Regions from separate parts of the Mus musculus genome. Here regions 1 and 3 are each linked to region 2. Evidence: chromatin contacts called from public Hi-C and HiChIP or PLAC-seq data. All regions are on one chromosome and are shown on one strand. The core of a region is the stretch at or near the end of the contact, and the rest is flanking DNA. Distances in the headings are between cores, read along the strand shown.

Region 1 (2,921 bases), core at 283-2,782, 80 kb before region 2:
CTTTAGAAGAGCAGCAGTGCTCTTAATCACTGAGCCATCTCTCCAGCCCCTTTCTTCCTCCTCCTCCTCCTCCTCTTCTTCTTCTTCTTCTTCTTCTTCCTCCTTTTCCACCTCCTCCTTCTTCTTCCTTCTTCCTTCTCCTTCTTCTTTAATAATTAATTTAGAAACCCTTCTTATATATGGTTTTAATTTTTTACTACTTACTTGCTAAAAGCACCCATTCTGAGATATCATCTTCTTTGTGTATAAGAATCACTGTGGGAGAACGAGTAGCAGGCAGGATAACTAAAGTTCCATTCAGCTGGGACCCAAGCGATCCACATGTGCCTCCTTCCTATAATGTCTCCACCAGAGCCAATTCTCCTTCAGCCTCAGCCAATAATGTTCTTGGACTGTTTAATCACCTTGTAAGGTTTGAATATAAATGACTTAGCGTTTGGGTAGCTAATCCAAGAGTGAGCTGCAGCTAGTTATTATCTCCCGGTAACTTTTGAAAGTCACCAAGAGTTTGTAAACAATCTCAATCTTAATCTGTGCCTTCCGTGGTTGGATTCCTCACAGACCTATCCTAGATCCTGGGTCATTAACAGAACTCCCTCCCTCCCTGTATTTCTTTAGCAACAATCTACAATCCCCAACAATGCAATATTCCTTTTTATTTCATCAAACATTTTCTTTAAGGTATCTACATCTGAATCAGCCAATAAGAATCATCCATACAATGAATGAATGACTAATAAATACCTTTGGAAATATAAACAGCACTGGCTTAGTACTTTATGCCTTGATTATGTTGTGTTTTATACTAGTAAGTTTAGCTCGCCCTAAATTTTTTCTTCCATAGAAGAACCATTGACACTATTAAGAAAAAACAAACAATCAAAAACAAACATTTCCCATACAGGGAACTTTAATACTGAGTTATTCCCAATATTAGGGAAAAACCAAAAAACATTTTAACAAAAATAAACATGTGTACTCTGTCCAATTGGCCTGGAGGATTTATCCTGGCAGAATTTTCTCTCCCGTTTCCCCCGAGTCTTACATTCCCCCTTCATCTGTCATCCCCTCCCCTTTACCATCGCCTCCACAGCCCTCTCTCCTCCCTCCAGGGGTGGCAGGAGCGGTCTGGCAGGGGTCGGCTGGCAGGGGTGGGCTCTTGAGAGCTGCATTCTGTCCCAGACGTGAAGGGCACACAGAGGTGCACCTGATGGTTAGACCCTGCTGGCTGGGGTGCCCTGTTGGGCTCCCGTGGAGAAAATTCCCTCTTTAAGATGGCAATCTGACTTTGGAGGAGGAATCCAGCCCGGGTTGGGTGGATATTAACCAGAATTGCCAGGATCTCCAGATCCACAGCAGGAGGGAGGGGTAGATTGGGTGAGGCCGAAATGACCTGCCACGATTGAGGAAGCAATCAGGTGGCTTTTTTTGTTTTGTTTTTGCCCCTCCCCAATCTCCTAGTTTCCCATGATATAGAGCGTTTTTTGAAACGCTGAGGTCAGAGAGAGGTGTCACAGGGAATTCCCCAAAGTCCCAGCTGTGAGTCAGCCCTGCAAATTTTAGAGAAACTGCCAACAGCCCTAATGACATTACTAGTCAATGTGTAACAGGGCTTTTTCTTTTTTCTTTTGTTTTCAAGAAGAATAAAAGATAGGGGGTTATCTGTCAGGGATCAGACAGAGGGTTGGAGGCCTTCCACCCACACCAAGCGGTGGGTGGTCTTGGCCAGAGGATATCAATTGCTACTTCCCTGTGTCTGATCCTTTAGGACAGAGCAAACTGAAAGTAAGAGAGAGGAGAGAGGAGAGAGGAGAGAGAGAGAGAAGGAACAGATTAGTCCTAGACAAGGAGGTGTAAGACAGGTGGGGCAGATTGATGTCGAAACGGGGGTGGGGGGTGGTGGTGATCGATCTGCTCAAGGACTGAATCAAAGAGGTGCCTAGGGGGTGTGGGAAGAGAAGGTTAAGTAAATAAAAACACAAAAGAATTTAATTTATAGTATCATATCAATGTAAACTTTTTTTTTTCCTTTTTGTTTTTTTGAGACAGGTCTATAAGCCCTGGCTGTCCTAGAACTCATTTTGTAGACCAGGCTGGCCTTGAACTCACTCAGATCTGTCAGCCTTTGGGGGACTAAAAGTGTGTGCCATTAGCCCAGCTAATGCTTACCTTAAATTTTATAATTAAATGGATTTATTAGAGAATGTCCTTGTTCTTAGAAGATAGCCATCAACAACATATTCCGGACTGATGGGTTATGAGGTTTTTCAACACAATTCTCATATGATTGTATAGTAATGGTATGAAATAATGTTACTAAGTATTTATAAGGTGTTTATTAAAATGTGTGGAAATATTAACACCTGAATTGGTTGAGATTATTTAAAGGTATGTAAGTGCTCATGTAACTTTTCTGGAAGTTTCAGATTTTCACAGTGAAGAAGGTGTTGCTTATCTGCACTGCCCTGAGGCAGAGTATACTCACTTCTTCAATCGCAGCATCTTGTAGCAGGGAGCGGATGTCTAGACGCATCATGTGACGAGGTGCAACTTCCCAGTGTTCAGCCATCTATTGAGATGTTCAGAACAAGTTAACTCTGACAACTACTCCAATAAAGACTAAGGAGAGTGTCAAGAGAAACACAACTAATGCTATAACTTTAACAGACTAGCTTTAAGAAGAGCTAGGCATCCCTTTCCACTTATAAGACAGAAAGGAGAACATTTATTAAAGCAGGCAGAAAGATTTCTGAGCGACTTAAGACAGCATTACTAGTGCTGAAAGAATGATGTCTGGGATTCTCCAGCATACCATGTTTCTAAAAATCACCTTGTTTATTTCTTTAAGCTTTCTTCCATGAATATTTCTCTTGCCACAAGTCTGGTTATCAGCACTCATTTCAGCCAAATACACCTAAATA
Region 2 (2,998 bases), core at 2-2,501:
GAGAATAATAATTCTGAAGGTTCTAATGACCACTCTCTTGTTCCGAAAATCTTAAACACGAAGAAGCCCAGTCTTCATTAAATTAACTGTTTACCCAGTCCTTACCGATACAGAGAAACTGGTTGAGTGTTCTTTATTTATTTTTATTTTTTTTTTTTAAAAGATTTATTTATTTATTATATGTAAGTACACTGTAGCTGTCTTCAGACACACCAGAAGAGGGAGTCAGATCTCGTTACGGATGGTTGTGAGCCACCATGTGGTTGCTGGGATTTGAACTCTGGACCTTCGGAAGAGCAGTCAGGTGCTCTTACCCACTGAGCCATCTCACCAGCCCCTTGAGTGTTCTTTATAATGGGAATATCATACTAGCATGTTCGAAGGTTCTGAATTCTTTTTTTGTTTGTTTGTTTGTTTTTTTTTCGAAACAGGGTTTCTCTGTATAGTCCTGGCTGTCCTGGAACTCACTCTGTAGACCAGGCTTCGAACTCAAAAATCCGCCTGCCTCTGCCTCCCGAGTGCTGGGATTAAAGGCGTGTGCCACCACCGCCCGGCAAGGTTCTGAATTCTTACAACTTATAAAATGGGACTATCTTGGACTTTTCCCATCGTCCTTTTTAAACTTGGGTGGCAGGACCTGAAGACAGCCATGGTATGACCTCCTCACCGGCTTTCCCACAACGATACCATGCCCTGCCCCACCGAATGTGTGACTATAATTCCATGCAACACAGACCTAAGACATTATAAGCAAAACAAAAAAACATCAAATGTTTCTACTTAGCCCATCGTGACTTCTGCAGTTTAAGAAACCAGTACATCAGATGTTTCTACTTAGCCCATCGTGACTTCTGTAGTTCTGATCAGTTTAAGAAACCAGTTGGTTCTGACCACTCACAGTCGCTCGTCTCTCAGACTGAGCATTCGCTTCATAGTCGCATATTTCCTTGTTTTCTTTTGCTTCCCCTTGAAACAGAAGTTTTCGAGTTAAAAAGAGCTGAAAACATCTTTTAAAGTTCTCTTCTATTTTTCTTGCCCCTCCCCAAACAGCACTCAGTCCCCCTCCCTACTCCCTTCGAACTAAGGCCAGAATGGAATTAAACAAACAAACAAACAAACAAACAAACAAGGAAGCACCGAGTCTATATCTGGCCAAAGGCTGAGCTCCCGTTTGCTCCCCAAAACTCTCTGACAAAGTTCTCCCACTCCGCTCACCATGTTCACGCCGCACTCCTGTTTCTTCCGGAATCGCTCGCAGCGCGACACTTTACGTCATCCTCACGCTCTTTCCGGCAAAGGCCAACCCGGAGGCGGAAGCTACTTTGGGAAACGTAAAAGCTCCGAGCCGGCTCCTAACGCTGGCGGAGATCGACACTGGAGATTTTTTTGGGGGGCGGGTGGAGGGTAGGATTTGTGCTGGATGAGGCCGCTGCTTCCTCGGACCCCAGAACTAGGACTTGGCCACGTTGCAGCCCCCGTTCGGGTAACGTTTTTCTTCACGCCGCAGCCGGAGGCAGAGCCCAGCCGACCGTAGGCACCAGAATTGCTGAAGGCGAGCGAGAGAAGAGGGGACGAGGGCAGAGGGGTCGGGAATCCTGGGCGTCCCATAGTTTGACAGTACATTCTGGTTTTCCTCTGGCACATCATTTCAGCCTTGGCTCTGTAGTTCAGCCTTGAGGCTCTGGTTATTGATTGGTTTTCCTCGCCGGCTTGGAACTTGTGAGGCTGGGCGTAAGATTCTTCGGAAAGAGAGGAATGTAATAGCGATGGAGGACATCCCCCCCCAATGTTCTCCCTCCGTCTCTGTCTGTCTGCATCTCTCTCTCTCTCTCTCTCTCTCTTCCCGTGTGTGTGTACGAGCACGAGCGTGCAGGTGCATCAGAGCAGAAATTCAGAGCAGAAGCCAGAGGAAGCTGCTTGTCTTTATCTTCCACTTTTTAGAAAACAGTCTGTCTTACCCAACCTGGAAACACCTCCACCTCCGGTTTTTGCTAGATTGACTGACCAAAAAGCCCCAGAGATACTCCCATCCCTGCCCTCCGGTGCTGGAGTGGACAAGCCCACTACTCCCCGGCTTGTTTTCTAACCAGATCCTGGGCAAACCAAACTCAGGGCTTCTTGCTTGGTCAGCAGGTATTTTACTCATTGAGCCAATTATCCCAGTCGCAGTGGCCTTTTTTAGACGATCACAAGAAAAACAGGTGCAGAAGCTTATATGTGCAACTACTTAGCAAGCCTGGAATGTGATGGGGAACAGTGCTCTTCGTTGTGAAGCCTGGTGTGCAGTCCTTAATGGGAGAGGGAGAATATGTGGGAATGAGAAAGCGAAACTGGGCAGTGTTTGGTTTTGTTTTCCGTTTGCTTGTTTGTCTTTGCTTTTAGGATGTATTCTAGTTGTTCTTAGCCATCCGGAGAGAGGTTTCTTTTACCCCTTGAGAGTCTGTGGAAGGCCAGGGACAGCTTTCCTGGAAGTGGATGTGCAGTTTATGAGACTTGTAGGCTATGTGAACTTCATCTTAGTTGACTCTTTTGATACCTTTGTTTTACCGATGTTGAAGCTGTGCCCTAGACGCTCAGAGGTCAGTTTGGTTCGCTTGTGATTTTCTTACTGCATGACACTGACCTAGTGTTACTGGGTTCAGAGGTGTTCGAGGTGTAACAGTGCGAGGCAGTGCATTGGTTATGGGACTCGGGCGTTTGACTGGCTGCAGTTCACTCCCTCTCTTGAGTTGCTTTATTTGCATTGCTTTGGGCCATCAGTTGGTGCCTCTGTTTCTTTGTGTATAAAGCTAAGCTCATCATCACAGCACCTATATTACCCAGACACCACTAGGACCGACCTGTGTTTTCATAGTCATAAGCATCGTCCCTAGAGATGCTTGCCATTAAAGTCTTTTCAGTCATTTCCTGTCAAGTTTTTCCAGCCCGAAAGGTTACACCACTTGAGTGTTCATGTGTTTTTTTACTATTTTGAAACTTGACCGTGTTGGCGAACCTC
Region 3 (3,304 bases), core at 309-2,808, 81 kb after region 2:
AAAGGGAGGTTGGTGTGAACGTCCATATGGAAGTCACTGGGAGTGCCCTAGATGCACCCTGGTCCTGGGAGGTAGAGCCAGCTCTCCTATGGTTTTATAGCACCATGTAGAGTCCAAACAGAAATGCCAGTCTGAGGCTTTGGACTCTGGGCTTCAAAGGGAGCTCTGTAAGTGCCGTGCTCCTACAGAACCACAAGCCGGCCCCGGATCTTTATCTGGGGTGGTGTCTAGCTCTTGGCTCTGTGAGGTTTTCTAAATTCAGGCGTCTCCCAGAGTTTCCCCCATGGTCTGGGTCAGTCATCATAGAGGATACCAGGCTCCAGCTTCCTTCCTACCCCGGGCCCTTTTCCATCAGTTCTAGCCAGATCCCTGGAGATCCAGACAAGCCCTGTCCCTCCTGGTGTTTACAGTCTGCAAATACTTGTGGCCATTTGTTCTGCTCTGGTGGGCCAGCCAGAGAAGGACCAATCCCTTCTGCCTGTCATTAAGCCCCACTTTTGCCTATTCAACATCTCTCTCTTCAAGGCCTGCCGGAGGTTGCAGCTGACAGCCTCCCTAAGATTGCCCAGAGCCTTTGCAACTCTTGGGTTCTTGTGACTGCAACAGGCTCCCTTGACACCTTTCTAATGCCTACCATCAGGGGGCGTCCATCTCAGCCTCCTCTGAGAAGCCCTCACTTAAGTTCCAGCTTCTTCTGAGACACAGGTTATGGGGAAAAGATGAGCCTGTTGCCCCTCTCCTTTGTTTTCTCCTGTCCAGCTAGCATGGGAAAGACCTTTCCTTTGTTGACCTTCACATCCTGGGCAATTTCCACCTGTTTCCAGCACATGACTGCTGGTGTGACACGGGCAAGACCTGCCACCCTCCCAACACTGAGCTCAGCCAGGTTGGTTGCTTTTTCATACATCTGCCTTCAGCTCACCACGAATAAGGGGCAATGTCACGAGCCTTTTTACCGTGAACACCTCTTACTGCCCTCGCTCCTGTCACACAGCTGCCAATCATCCACGAATTGAAATCTTTCTCAGTCAGTTCCAGTCAATAAGCGTCAACGCTACCCTCAGTGAACACAAAGAAAACCACGTAGAGAAGGTGCCTTGCTAAACGTGGAAGCATAAATGCTCTACTGTTCCCCTTTTCTCTGGCTCGATGGGCTTTGGGGCCTTTCTTCTTGGGTTCTACACATCGCCCATCCTGGCTGCTGCTCCACACCGTGCCTTTGAGGTTGTCCCAAGCTTCCTGACATCTGTCTGGGACTCCAGGGCTGAGTTGAGCATTGCAATCCATCTGAGGGCTGTGAAATCGCCGAAGTGAATCACGGCCGGCATTAAAATGCAAAACAGAAGAGAGGTAATGGAGACCATGAGCGTGCCTCCCAGTGAGCAGGACACCCGGGTTCAGTTCTGGTGTGTTCCCGTGTATCCAGCCGTGTCGTAAGACACGCTTCCCGCTGCAGATTGTGGTTCAAAGGTTGAAAAGACAGCTTCCAGCTGGCCTGTGCTGCTGGAGATGCTTGTGGTCACTGTCAGTTTGACAGGGCCTGGAATTCCCCAGGAGGCAAGGCTGCGGGCGGGCGCACCTCTTAGGAATTACTTAGATTGGTTTTGGTTTGGGGGAACTCCTCCGAGGGATTATCCTGAGGAGGTTATTTGAGGTGGGCTGACCTGTCTTAACGGAAGTCAGCATCATTCCTGGGCTTGGCTCCCGGACCAAATAGAAGGATGAGCACAAGCAAGTTCCTTGCCTCCTGATTTCAGATGCAAAGGGGACCAGATGCTGCAAATGCCTGCCACCTTGACTCTCCTACCTTTAAACTATGAGCCACAAGAAAGCCTCTCTCCTTTTAAGTTGCTGTTGTCTAAATATTTGGTCACAGCACAGGAAGAGTAGCTGGCACAGGTGGCAGTGAGGGTGCCGTCATCTGGGACTCCTTTGAGGAAACAGCAGAGAAGGCAGCAGAGAGCAGCCTGTCCGTTGGGAGTGGAGCATTACGGGGTGAGTGGTGGGGAGGGCTGCTGGTTCCCTGACTCCTCAACTCTTTCTTCATTGTAAGGCTCTGCTGAGGCTCCACCTTTCCACATACAGAAGAAGAATCTCTGTAAAATATTGGGACTCTATAAGTGGTAAGATTCAGGTCCCTGAAGCTTGTGGGGACATAAACAAGAATAAACTTGTGGGGTTTGTTGTTGTTTTTGTTGTTGTTATTGTTTGTTTTGGTTTTTCGACACAGGGTTTCTCTGTGTAGCCCTGGCTATCCTGGAATCCACTCTGTAGACCAGGCTGGCCTTGTACTCAGTGTGTGCCATCACTGCCCGGCTAATTTGTGTTAAGTGCTGGGGCTTGAGCCCTGACCTCAAGCAGGCTAAACAAGGGATCTGTCACTAACTACAAGGACTTGTTCTCTTGCCCACAGTCCCATAGATTCCTGTGTGTAGTCAGAATCTTCTCATGAACAGCTTTCTCCTCAGGCCTCTCAGGCCTTCCTCTGGGTTGCATTAACCTCCATTTGGCCACCTCCCCTTAGACTTGTCTCGGGGTTGTAGCTGCCACTCAAAATTCGGTATAATAGGGTAAAAATTCCATTGCATCCCAACAGTTTGGAGAACACAGTCACTCTCTCGGTTCTTAGACCTGGAGGCAGTAAAACAAGGTACCAGATCTTTACCAGATCCTTTGGCAGGTTTCAGTGTTATTTTTTATTTTTTTAAGAAACAAGATCTCACTATATAGACCAGGTTGGCCTTGAACTCACAGAGATCTGCCTGCTTCTGCCTCAGAGTACTGGAATTAAAGGTATATGCTACCATGCCCAGCAGCTAGTTCATTTTTTAACCACTAATGAACTAGGATTTCCCTTTTCTGTAACCCCCACCCTGACCCACCCCCCTCCCCCACCCACCAATTTCAGGTCATTTAAATAGGACTGGCTCTCACAACAAGCACCTCCCATTCCTCACGTACTTCCTTAATTACTTGGACCAAGATGCAAGACTTTACTTATCTCTATTGACTCTCAATTTATCTACTTCATATCTTGTTTCCAGCATCCGATTTTATCATTTATTCCTTCTATTCTAGGTCATGTGAAATTTTGAGAAAAAAATGCTTTCTCGATCCCCAACTGTGAGAAGTCATACGTCGGTCTCTGCTCCATCTCTCAAATGAACACTGATCTCGTGACCTCCATCCATCCATTATCGTGAGGGATGGGTGTCTGACAGCTAGACATCAGCTAACTGCATTACCAAGGGCTTCACATTTCTTCAGACTCTCTGGGAAGATGGATCAGTGGGTAAAATGCTTA

The links. Hi-C and Micro-C count contacts between places; a contact is called where the count stands out from the background. HiChIP or PLAC-seq counts read pairs in DNA pulled down with a chosen protein or histone mark.
Region 1: a contact with region 2 is called in an H3K27ac HiChIP or PLAC-seq map of extraembryonic endoderm stem cells. The contact joins the enhancer-like site here to the promoter of Fcf1 in region 2. A contact is called at or near these places in 15 of 39 promoter capture datasets (the 3T3-L1 cell line, 3T3-L1-derived adipocytes, the SN4741 cell line and 9 more), 7 of 484 Hi-C or Micro-C datasets (Sertoli cells, bone marrow-derived macrophages, liver and 2 more), 7 of 115 datasets of contacts at active chromatin or transcription factors (the SCID.adh cell line, bone marrow-derived macrophages, embryonic stem cells and 2 more) and 3 of 9 other capture datasets (adipose tissue, liver and pancreatic islet).
Region 3: a Hi-C map of olfactory sensory neurons shows a contact between it and region 2, with 2.0 times the contacts expected there. The contact joins the enhancer-like site here to the promoter of Fcf1 in region 2. A contact is called at or near these places in 17 of 39 promoter capture datasets (the 3T3-L1 cell line, 3T3-L1-derived adipocytes, the HPC-7 cell line and 12 more), 6 of 484 Hi-C or Micro-C datasets (the F1.1 cell line, embryonic fibroblasts, forebrain and 1 more), 9 of 115 datasets of contacts at active chromatin or transcription factors (the 230-238 cell line, the NIH/3T3 cell line, the SCID.adh cell line and 4 more) and 1 of 9 other capture datasets (adipose tissue).

Annotation. Positions count from the first base shown.
Region 1 is chr12:85,049,937-85,052,857 of GRCm38.p6, reverse strand. Ylpm1 (YLP motif containing 1) reads right to left here. Exons shown (of 21, transcript NM_178363.4): 15 at 2,831-2,914; 16 at 2,486-2,569. Among named protein-coding and RNA genes, the nearest start is that of Prox2, 46 kb to the left of the region's middle. Within about 2 kb of position 1,532, at least 76 of the 459 cell types and tissues checked have an H3K27ac peak or open chromatin away from gene starts, as enhancers often do. A contact at or near this core is called in the SN4741 cell line, extraembryonic endoderm stem cells, pancreatic cancer cells and 1 more, where this site is marked.
Region 2 is chr12:84,969,183-84,972,180 of GRCm38.p6, reverse strand. It overlaps Fcf1 (FCF1 rRNA processing protein), which reads right to left and starts at 1,251. Exons shown (of 8, transcript NM_028632.2): 1 at 1,216-1,251; 2 at 899-966. The coding sequence starts at 1,218. It overlaps Arel1 (apoptosis resistant E3 ubiquitin protein ligase 1), which reads left to right and starts at 1,332. Exons shown (of 20, transcript NM_178065.5): 1 at 1,332-1,552.
Region 3 is chr12:84,888,650-84,891,953 of GRCm38.p6, reverse strand. No RefSeq gene overlaps it. Among named protein-coding and RNA genes, the nearest start is that of Ltbp2, 14 kb to the right of the region's middle. Within about 2 kb of position 1,558, at least 16 of the 459 cell types and tissues checked have an H3K27ac peak or open chromatin away from gene starts, as enhancers often do. A contact at or near this core is called in olfactory sensory neurons, where this site is marked.